Regions from separate parts of the Mus musculus genome. Here region 2 is linked to region 1. A link is a contact called in public HiChIP or PLAC-seq data. All regions are on one chromosome and are shown on one strand. Each heading gives the region's core, a stretch centred on a gene start, on an enhancer-like site or on the middle of the called end of the contact. The rest is flanking DNA. Distances are from core to core; before and after follow the strand shown. Region 1 has its middle 27 kb from the start of Tmem201. Region 2 overlaps Gm42354 (a long non-coding RNA gene).

Region 1 (5,627 bases), core at 1,711-4,210:
CTCCTTGATTTGAGAACAGAGCTAGGGATGCACTGTTGCAGACCCTTCTCTGGTGACAACAGGCTGAGTGAGGGAGCACCGTGAAAAGCATTGAGAAGGCCGGGTGGCGGGAGATGGCTCGTTTGGTAAAGTGCTTTCAGAGATACATGAATTCCAAACCCACATAAAATGCCGGGTTCCACAGGCCTCAGTAATGCCAGTAGGAAGGAGGCAGAGACAGACAGATCCTCGAGGCTCCGTGGTTGTCTGGCCCGCTTGACTGAATTGGAGAATCCCATGTTTAGGGAGAGTTCTCATCTCTCCCTGAGGTAAAGCTAAGGTAAGGAGAGACAGAGAGAGAGAGAGAGAGGGAGGGAAGGAGGGAGGGAGGGAGGGAGGGAGGGAGGGAGGGAGAGAGAGAGAATGATGTCTGACACTGACATCTCTACATGCACACACACACATACACACATACACATGTACACACACACATGCCCTCACATATACACACGCACACATGCACACACACACACATGCAGGCACACATACACGCACTCCATGCACACAGAAGCAAATTCAGCCTCCTAGCTTTCAGGGGTATCAGGCCCCATCATCACCGAGTGTAAATTCCAGCTTGAAGGACAGAATTATCCCTGCAATGGCTAGAGGTGGCCTTTAATCTTCATATTCGTTAGCTACTGTCCCCAACCGGCCTATTCAAAATTACATCATTCATTCATCCATCCATCCACTCATTCACTCATCCATTCCATGGCATTCCTACACACTCACTTCCAGTACTATCGGCAGGCAGAGAGCAAGTGACTAAGGACCGCACCCTGATGGGTGTAGAGGCCATGTTCCTAGAGGGCAGCTGAGTCCGACACAGAGCTGCTCAGAGGACAGAGTGCTGCAAAGCAAGGATACAACCAAGGACAAAGTGGAGTCCCTCTGGGGCAAGGGGCCAGCTGGGTAACATCTATGCCGGGGGGGGGGGGGTCTAATTCTTCCGAGTAGCCAGATGCAGAGTCGGGGTACTGCAAACCACACATTGATCCTGGGAAGATCTGGACCTGCAGGTTCCCTGTCAGGGCAGCATCAAGAGCAGTAAGGGCAGATGGGGTGAGAGTTCCTGAGGGACTGACTGTGTGAGCCTGCCTCATTTCTACCTTATTCTCAACTGCGGCCTCACTCGATACACCATCCACAGTCTGCTTCCCAGACCACAGTCAGAAACCAGCCCTTTAACTGGGACGGAAAAGGGGACTTTGTAGTAGGTAACCTTGTCCCCAAAGTTGTTTTCCCTGTTTTTGGATGACTGTTGATAAAGCCCAGTTCCCACGACCCCCCTGTCAGGCTCCGCTAACTTGCTGGAGCCCCTCTGAGAACTCTGGGAACTGTTCCCTGGCTCTTTCTGACTTGTAATAAAGGACTAGACGTGACAGAGACAGTGGAGAGAGGAATGAATGGCCCAGGTCAGGGAGGGCACGGGGCACCCTGGCTGCACTGACCAGAAAGCGCTCAGAACACTGCCCTCTTGAGGTACAGTGTTGCCTAGCACCCAGGAAGCCCCAGCATCCCAGAAAGCCAGGGGCCTGTAATCCTAGCACTTCAGAGGCCTGGGCAGGAGGATCAGTGTCCGCCTCAGCTCTGTAGTGAGTTTGGGGCCAGTCTAGGATCCATGAGATTTTTTTCTCAAAACAAACGACAAAGATCCCCCTGTTCTCTTGAGGATTTATGTGGGAGCGGCTGGTGACATCTAGACCTTCTTCCCCTCTCAGTAAGCTGGAGGGAGGGCAGGGCTGAAAGTTCCCACCCTCTCCACACAGCTAGTTAGTTTCCCTTAGCAGCCAGCCCCATCCTCAGACTGTCCAGCAGCCCTCAGGCCTGGTCAGCCCTGGCCACAGAAAGACACCACTGCAGAATTTTCCAGGACGTTAGGAGCTGAGTGCAGGCGACTGGACAAAGGTCAAATATGCATGTGACAGCATTACAGGTACTGGCAGCTCTGGTGAGAGCCAGAGACTGAGGCACCCTCACCTGTCCCCACTTGCGACACCCACCTAGCTGACCTATCCTGGGTCTCTTCAACAGGTCCCAAGTCTACTTTTCTGGGAAGGACTTGATTGGCCTCGCTGGAATCCGAGCCTCCATTCTGGTCCAGTAAGTTATGGCCATGAGTCAAGTTTGTCTGCTGGTTGCCCACCTTCTTGATTACAAAGGGGAAGAGTTGCCAAAAACAGGCCAGACTAACAGGCTAGAAGCTAACTGTGTCCATGTGAGTTCATCCTGTTTTGGTCTTGCTTAACACACACATACATACAACACACAAACAGACACACACATATCATCCACAATACACACACATATACAACGTGCACACCAATACAAGACAAGACACATATATACACAAACATAACACACACACTTAATATACCAACAGACATACACAAATACACATATATACACATATATAAAATGTATAAAATGCACAACATGAAAAACAGACACATACACCATATACAATACAGAGCCACATACAGAAACACACAGCACACACAACACAGAGAAACACAAACATAAGAGAGACAAGCACATACACACACACAAACACAGCACACAAGCAAGCACATGCACACATATACACAGAAACACACACACACAGCACACAAGCAAGCACATGCACGCTTGTTCAATCTCTTTAGATTTCCTTTATTTTTTATTTATTTTTTATTTTTTGATTGAACTCACGTCCTCTGGAAGATCAGTCAGTGCTCTTAACTGCTGAGCCACCTACCTGTCCAGCCCCTCCTCTGCTTTTCTAAGACATCCTCATTCCTGTTGCCCTCTTTAATGGTTCTGTCCTCAGCCCTACCTTCTGCCCCTCTCCTGTTTTGCTGTCCCTCCTCTAGGTGGCTCCCTAGGACTCCTCAGTGTATGAACGATCAGTCAGTTAACCACACCAGACTCTGTAGAGCAGAGGCACAGAAGCGATGTGGAAAGCTGTGCTCTGATGTTAGCTTGTCTGGGCTTACCCGTGTAAGGAAGCAAGGCTGCCCCAGGCTCCGCCCACAGGGAAGTTAGCCATTGTGGGACTCTCTTCTAGCCCTGCCTGAGAATTTCTTGGCCAGGCTTTTTCTTGTAGAGCTGTGATGGCCATGGCCATTCCCTGCCTGGTGCCGGGACTTTGGCAGAGCCATGTCCCTAAGGATGGGATGACACAGTTTGCTTCTCAGATCTCCATCCATCATAAAGCCCTAGTGGATTACCTGAAATTTATACTTTGCTTAGTTATGTGTACAGGGCTCTGGTAGAACATGGTGGTATTCTTTTTGTTGTGGTTGTTGTTGTTTTTGGTTTTTTGTTGTTTTGTTTTGTTTGTTTTTTAAAGATTTATTTATTTATTATATGTAAGTACACTGTAGTTGTCTTCAGATACACCAGAAGAGGGCATCAGATCTCATTATGGGTGGTTGTGAGCCACCATGTGGTTGCTGGAATTTGAACTTCGGACCTTCGGAAGAGCAGTTGGGTGCCCTTACCCACTGAGCCATCTCACCAGCCCCTGTTTTTGTTTTTTGAGGCAGGGTTTCTCTGTGTATCCCTTCCTGTCCTGGAACTCACTTTGTAGACCAGGCTGGCCTCGAACTCAGAGATCCGCCTGCCTCTACCTCCTGAGTGCTGGGATTAAAGATGAACACCACTGCCAGGCAGTGTTGGCACACGCCTTTGATCCCAGCACTTGGGAGGCAGAGGCAGGCGAATTTCTGAGTTCCAGGGCAGCCTGGTCTACGAAGTGAGTTCCAGAACAGCCAGGGCTACACAGAGAAACCCTGTCTCGAAAAAAACAAAACAAAACAAAACAGGAGACAGAGGCAGGTGGATCTCTCTCTGAGTTTGAGGCCAGTCTGGATTTCAGAGCAAGGTCCAGGAGCTACACGGAGAAACCCTGTCTAAAATAAAATAAAATGTGTATAGGGGCTGGAGAAATTCAGTGGCTAAGAGCACTGACTGCTCTTGCAAAGGACCCAGGTTTGGTTCCCAGCATCTACATGGTGACTCACAACCACCTGTAACTCTAGTTGCGGTCTTCTGACCTCCATGTTTATCAGGCACACATGTGGTGTGTGTGTGTGTGTGTGTGTGTGTGTGTGTGTGTGTGTGTGTGTGCAAGCAGGCAAAACACTCATAGCCAGAAGAATAAAATAAATACATATACTAAGATGAAAAATTACGTGTATATATGTGTCTATGTAGCAATCCCTGCAAAGGCCATAGGAGAACATCAGATCCCCTGGAGCTGAAGTTACAAGCAGCTGTGGACTGCTCAATGGGAGAAGCAAACTTGAGTCCTCTGCAAAAACAAACAGAACCAGCTCCTAAGGTCAGCATTGTCTCTCCAGCCCCATCTCTGCAATGTTTATTTGGAGTCATACCTCTTGTCTAGGCCAATGCCTTGAAATCCTGTCCACTTGAATCTTTAGCCTTAAAGTGGGCAGGCCCCAGGGTGTGGGCTTCCAAGCAGTAGAGGAAGAGTTGTCAGCTCAAGGGTGGGATGGGGAAACCATTTTCCAGATGGGCGTGGAAGGCTTTCTCTTTCATTTCTTGGAAGATGACTTCCCCTCCAGCAGTTTCCAGAAGGCCCCAGGCTTGCTGTCTAACAGGAGGAGATAGTTTACAGGGACCAGTGGTCAGAGTCATCAGCCCGATGATGGCTCTTCTTAAAGAAATCTGTTCCCTTGCCGGGAGCAGTGTGCCAGTTTAGGGTTCCACATAGGGTGTGTCTTCTGCCATGTATTTGAGCCTTAGTAGTCTTTGACTCTAGGCGGGGAAAAAAGAATATACCTTTACAAAGTTAAATATAAACTGGCCAGTGGTGGTGGACTCCTTTAATCCCCACATCAGGGAGGTAGAAGCAGGTGCTGGGGTCTTGGGCTTACTCCACAAGCACTGTATAAGACCTACACCCCAGCTCTCTTTCTTTTTCTTGAACAGACAGAATAATCCTGAACCTAGTCTTACAGCACCTAGGAAGGCTGGTAGACATAAGTACAAGCCTGCCTATCTTGTTACTAAGTTTCTTAATGGTTGTCCCAACCTGGAAGTCACAGGAGGCCAATGATCCTAGCAGAGCCGGTCTGGTACCATGTAATACGGGTGGCCAGCCTCCAAGCCAAGAACAGAGAATTCCCTACTTCCCCTTGCCTGGCCTCAAGTCAGCTAATTTCCTATTTTCTTTGGTTCTCATAGCATTCCCTGGGAAATTACAGATGGACTCCCGTCTCAGTTTGGGCTTTATTGCTGTGAAGAGACAGTATGACCATGGCAACTCTTATAAAGAAAAACATTTAATTTAACCTAATCAGAGGTTTGGTCCATTATTAGTCCATTATGTCAGGAAGCATGGCAGCCTGCAGGCCAACATGGTGCTGGAGAAGGAGCTGAGAGTTCTACATCTTGATCTGAAGGCAGGAGAAGGAGACTGTGTCTAGATGTGGCTACAGCATAGAAGACAAAGCCCGAGCCCACAGTGACACATATCCTTCAACATATCCTACCTCCTAATAACGCTACTCCCTGTGGGCAAGTATCCAAACACATGAGTCTACAGGGGCCAGTCCTCTGTCAACCATCACATCCCACTCCCC
Region 2 (5,627 bases), core at 940-3,439, 90 kb before region 1:
TTTGTTGAGGGCTCTTGGTGCCGCTTCTAGGAATTTGGCATTTGTCACTGGGCTCGAACAAGGAAGTCGGCTCAGCTAAGCATGTCAGAAACGGTGACCACGGGGCTTTGTTTACTGCTTTGCTGAATTAATGCCTTGTGTGATCTCTTTGCTGACCACTTAATCACTATCCCGTGTGATCTCTTTATTCACTACTTGGCTTGATTGCTTTGTCTTTGATCTAAGAGCTGACCATGGTTTTTGGATGTATCTAGGCTATTTCAGCCTCAGTGCAGACTGGAGTCATGCTATAATTTTGTCTAATTGTTTTTCTTCTTTTCCAATCCTCACTCCCTTGCTTTAGACCCTGTTGACTGACTGAGCTGTCTTGGCCATGCTTTTAATTTCAAATCCCACTTGTCTGATACATGCATTAGGAAGGTAATGACTTTATCTACGCGTGCTTGCAGGGAGCCAAGCCAATCCAAGACTTCCTTGGAAGCCCGCATGACAAGACAAGGGGAGCATCTCTTCCTTGGCCTTACCAGGAACGGATTTGGTGAGGCCTGCAACCTGCTGCAGCCAATGCCTCAGGGGAGTCAAGGTTGTCATGGTTTCTGGGGTCTGGACTCTTCCCCCTGGGAGGTAGTTATCCGTCCTTGGGCAGCTGTGTCTGAGGCATCCTGTGTTCTCTTTGCCAAGACTGTCTGACCTGTAGCTTGGCCGTTCTCCCCCCTGTAAGTAGTATATAAGATGTTATACTTAATCCTCCTGACCCCAGGTATTGCCTTTGTGTCTTCTCTGCTTCTTAACCTGATCCTCACACACAGCACCTCATTCGGGACCCTTATTTCTGCCGGTTTCAGGTCAAATGTTTGTCTTATAACCTTTCTATGCTCACTGTATTCAGTTTTTTGCTAGTTATAGGAACTGGAGGAGGAGGAGGATGAGGAAGAGGAAGAGGAAGAGGAGGAGGAGGAAGAGGAGGAGGAGGAAGAGGAGGAGGGGGAGGGAGGGGGAGGGGGGAGGAAGAGGAGGAAGAAGAGGAGGGGGGGAATCTTTTATGCTATTCCCTTTCTTGTCTTATTGCATTGGTTGAAACTTCCCGTACGGTGTCAGACAGTAGTGATGAGCTGGCCTTGTGCCTGCTGTCTGCAGGAGAGCCACCAGCTTCTCGTCTTCCACTCTGGGATCGGCCATGCTCTGTGGATTTTTATTATGATGTTGAAGTTCCTTTCCATCTCTTAGTTGCTGAGCATTTTACCCCATGTAGTTTGTGTTTTTGCCACATGGTGTTTTGGTTTGGGTTTTCTGTCTGTTTGTTCTTTGTTTTTGTTTTTTTTTTTTATTTGTGGTTTGGTTTTTGGTTTTTTATTATTGTTTTGTTTTGTCTTTTTCTTTCTTCAGTCTCTTCAAACAGTGAATTTTATTAATTGGCTTTCTAATACTGAGCCAGCCTTACATGCCTAGTAAACTCCCTCTTAGTTGTGGTGCTGGGTCCCTTTGCTGACACTCCTAGCCTATAATGACTTTCTAGCCTTGGGCTGAGCCTGTGACTGGAAGGATCGCCTTTTTCCCTCCACAGGCCTGTTTTCATTATTTCATTAAAGCCTAAGCCACAATGCACTGCTCTGCTGTACCTGGGCCTTGTCCCTGACTCTGCCAGCTTGAACCAGCTTGAACCAGGGCAGGTCTAATCTTCCTACTGAATCCATACCCCATACACTGTGCAATCTGGGTGCATTCCGGGCTCCATAGCAGAGCCCCCACCTCCACCCACACCCACACCTCCACCCACACACAGCCTCCTCAGAGCTTCTTATTGTTTTGTTTTTGTTTTATGAATACACACTAGCTCTCTTCAGACACACCAGAAGAGGGCATCAGATACCATTACAGATGGTTGTAGCTGGGATTTGAACTCAGGACCTCTGGAGCTCTTAACCGCTGAGCCATCTCTCCAGCCCCCCCCCCCCCTTCACGGCTTCTTACCTCTCTCTAACTCTGAGCTCTTTGAGCTCTGCTACAACCCAGAGACCACAGCAAGCGGCCTCCACAGCGCACACATTTCCTGGGAAACTGGGCTGATCCTTCATCCTGCTTCTGGGAATACAAAAAAGTAAACCAGATCCAGCCAGCCACTGTCCTCAGACCCTGCAGTGTTGTGGAAAGAGATATGAATGAGTCACAGAGGAGTCAAGGTCAGATCCGAGAGGCAGGGAAGTACAGCAGCCAATCCCAGCGCCCTTTAGCGGCTATCCTGTGCGGCTACCCAGGATGCTGCTTGCAGCTTCGATGACCTCTCCCTGGCTCCGGCGCTGATGCCAGTCAGAGCTTCCCCGCTTTCCCTTCCTTTCCATTGTAAACACATCAACGGCTGACCACTGCCCGAGACCAGTCATCACTATTCAGTTTAAAAACCCCCTGAGAGACCATGGAACCGGCTCCGTCAATGCAGCGCCTGCGGCCCAGCACGAGGACTTGCGTTCTGATGACCAATGTCCTTGTGAACACATCGGTCATGTGATGCACATCTAGAGTCCCAGGACTGCCAGAGGTCTGGTACCCGTGGACTTCTGGAACTCACTGGCAAGTCAGCCTAACAAAGTTACTAAACTTCCATGAGAGAATCTGTCTCAAAAATATGAAGACTGAGTGAAAAAAAAAAAAAACATGTACTCTTAATTTCTGCCTTCTACACACACAAACACACACACACACACTTCCCTCTGAGGCTAAGGAAAGACAGCTGCACCTGGCCCAGCCAGCTCTCCTCAGAGCTGAGAGGTCAAAAGTCTGACATTTTTTGGACCCCACACAAAAAAATTAATTCCTAGACTGGAGAGAGACTCAGCAGTTAGAACACATGGTAGGTTTACTGTTTGGTTCCCAGCACCTATAGGAATGACTCATGACCACCCGTAATGCCAGCTCTGAGAAATCTGCCCTCTTCTGGCCTCTAAGTTACCTGCATTGTGCTTTTGTGCGTGCATGCACCCCACACCCCCACACCCACCCATGCACTCAAAAATTTAAAAATAATAAATATTTTTAAAAGTTTCAACTGTATTATAAAGTCTGCCTGGGTGGTCTTTATGAAAAATAGTTCGTGATTTCTTTTGTAGAAGAGCCCCCACCCCCACCCCCCACCCGTAAATGGGAAAATCCTGGCACCATCTTGAGACGGTGCTGAAAGGCGCTTTCTCTGAGGACTTCCTTCTGACTTGTAAATTAAGAACAAAGCTCCATTCTGCCCCTGTCTAAAGAAGGACACAGTTAGGGGCAGATGTTTTAAGGGTCATCCCCCACACCATGAGCCCACGTTTGATACTCATGGTCGATATATTTGTCCCAAGGGATAGTGGGATAAAAGTCAGGCAGTGGTAAACAGATGCTGACCCATTCATTGTTTGAGCTGGGATTTGTTCAAGTGCAGATTCTCACTGAGGGGAAAGGGGCGTGGAGAGAAAAATCAGAGCATGAGACAAACAAGTCCTACCCCTGCTCAGACTCACTAACAACTAGACCTGTTGCCTAGAGTGCGTGACTGCAACAGGAACCACCCACCAACAAGAGTCCAGTGCCTCCCCCACCCCCAAGGGACTGATGGCTCCCAGGCTAGCTGGGAGGAAGGCTGGGAGCAGAGAGAGGCAGCCCCATGTGACTTCCCGGGAGCCTGTTTGTTTATTCTGGTGAGACAGGCAGACAAACTCCCAGCTGGCCTGGGAACTGTCACAAAGCTACAGTTACTTGCCTCTGACCCCTGAACTCCAGACCTGCATCTCTCTTTTCCTTTGTCATTTACCATTGTTGCTGTTGGCTTTTTGAGATGGGATCTCTCACTCACATGCAGATGGTCCCTTGTTGAAAGGAGCATGTGAGAGAAGAAGAGACAGCCGCCTAGAGCGTAAGACAGTCTATGACCTCCCAACATTACCACAGAGGACCAAAATTCCAACCACTGAGGGACACGCTCATGGCAGGGACCAGTTAACAGATGAGTTGAGGGTCACTAAATCTAGTTCTTTCCACACCCACTGGTGACAGTGAGAAGATGATACCAGGGAAGGTGCCATGCCTCACTGTGGAGGCTGCTCTACCTCAGGAGCTGTGTGGCACTTGCCTCAGATGGGCTCTGATGCTGCCAGGCTGGCTGCTTGGATCCTGTTCCTAACTCTGTAGCCGCAATAGTGTCTTCATCTGGCTGAGCCAGAGCCCTGCAGTGCTTGCTTGCAAAATTCTCTCTCTCTCTCTCTCCCTCTTTCCCTCTCCCTCTTTCCCTCTCCCTCTCCCTCTTTCCCTCTCCCTCTCCCTCTCCCTCTCCCTCTCCCTCTCCCTCTCCCTCTCCCTCTCCCTCTCCCTCTCCCTCTCCCTCTCCCTCTCCCTCTCCCTCTCCCTCTCCCTCTCCCTCTCTCTCTCCTCTGTTTGTGTGTGTGTGTGTTAGGTGGTAGGTGTCTTCCTCTCACTGTCTTCTCCTTTGAACCTAGAGCTTACCATTCATCTAGACACCATGGCCAGAAAGTTCTGCGATTGGCCTATCTCTGCCCCCCTAATCCCCAACACCCTCCTCCCAACCCAATGCAAGGATTATAGACAGGGACCATCATGCCCGGCTTTCGCATAATGTTGGGTATCTAAACTTAGGTCCCATGCTTGCCCAGTGACCATTCTACCCACTGAACCATTCCTAGTCCCTGCTTGGGTTGGTTTTTTTTTTTAACAAAACAAAACAAACAAACAAAAATCAGGGTTTTTCTTTGGCCTAGAGCCTGCCAATCATGCTAGGCTTGGCTGGCCAGCAGTCCCAGGAACCCTATCTGCACCCCCAGCACACCAGAGCACCTAGCTTTTAACCATGGGCTCTGGGGATAGAGCCCAAGTCCTCCTGCTTGCAGCAAAGGCAAGCAGTTTGCCAGCTGGGCTTTCTTGCCAGCCCTTTGCTCCCTTCTTATTCCCATGCAATCCCCTTCACCCCACAGCCTGAGACTTGGGGATACCTATGGCATGTCACTAGAGTTGCATACACACCCTTGGGTGAGCTTTCAGTAGGCCCTGTGCCAGCCGGCTGGAAGGACTCCACCCAAACTACTGTGTTCATGAAAGGGACTCAGACTCTGACTGAAGTCCTGGGGGGATTTATAGAAACACCTCTGTTATGAATAACTCTAACCTAAATGAATATTTCCTGGGGCTGGGGTATACAGCTCAGCTAGGCTTGGCTGGCCAGCAGCTCCAGGAATCCTATCCAGCATGCACACCCTAGGTATGATCCCCAGCCCCCAAAATTAATTAATTAACTAGTTAGTTAACTAATCAGAGGGTTTTGTTTGAAGTTGGGCTTTTGCTAAACAGTTTTATCGAGCTGTTATCCAGGTGCCCCACAATTCACCAGTTTCCCTTGTAGCATCCAATGCCATCAGTATCTTCATGGAGTTACACAACCTCCACAATCTATTTTCAAACATTGCATCACTCCTCAAACAAGCCATACCCCGTAGCCATCAGCCCAGCATACTGCTCCCACCCTCCCCACCCCCCATCCCCCGTCTAGCCTTTGACGCTAATCCACTTTCTGTGTCTGCGTTTGTTCACTCCGGACATAAATAGAATCAGATATTATGTGGCTTTTAGTGTCTGCTTCTTTCACT

Evidence for each region. HiChIP or PLAC-seq counts read pairs in DNA pulled down with a chosen protein or histone mark.
Region 2: an H3K27ac HiChIP or PLAC-seq map of embryonic stem cells shows a contact between it and region 1, with 5 read pairs. The contact joins two enhancer-like sites. A contact is called at or near these places in 2 of 15 datasets of contacts at CTCF or cohesin (embryonic stem cells and pro-B cells), 9 of 484 Hi-C or Micro-C datasets (B cells, the HL-1 cell line, the N1E-115 cell line and 4 more), 1 of 115 datasets of contacts at active chromatin or transcription factors (embryonic stem cells) and 3 of 9 other capture datasets (adipose tissue, embryonic stem cells and liver).

What each region holds. Positions count from the first base shown.
Region 1 is chr4:149,708,059-149,713,685 of GRCm38.p6, reverse strand. No RefSeq gene overlaps it. Among named protein-coding and RNA genes, the nearest start is that of Tmem201, 27 kb to the left of the region's middle. Within about 2 kb of position 2,960, at least 148 of the 459 cell types and tissues checked have an H3K27ac peak or open chromatin away from gene starts, as enhancers often do. A contact at or near this core is called in embryonic stem cells and pro-B cells, where this site is marked.
Region 2 is chr4:149,796,818-149,802,444 of GRCm38.p6, reverse strand. It overlaps Gm42354 (a long non-coding RNA gene), which reads right to left. Exons shown (of 3, transcript XR_881588.1): 2 at 1,972-2,133; 3 at 1-714. Among named protein-coding and RNA genes, the nearest start is that of Gm42354, 8.9 kb to the right of the region's middle. Within about 2 kb of position 2,189, at least 26 of the 459 cell types and tissues checked have an H3K27ac peak or open chromatin away from gene starts, as enhancers often do. A contact at or near this core is called in embryonic stem cells and pro-B cells, where this site is marked.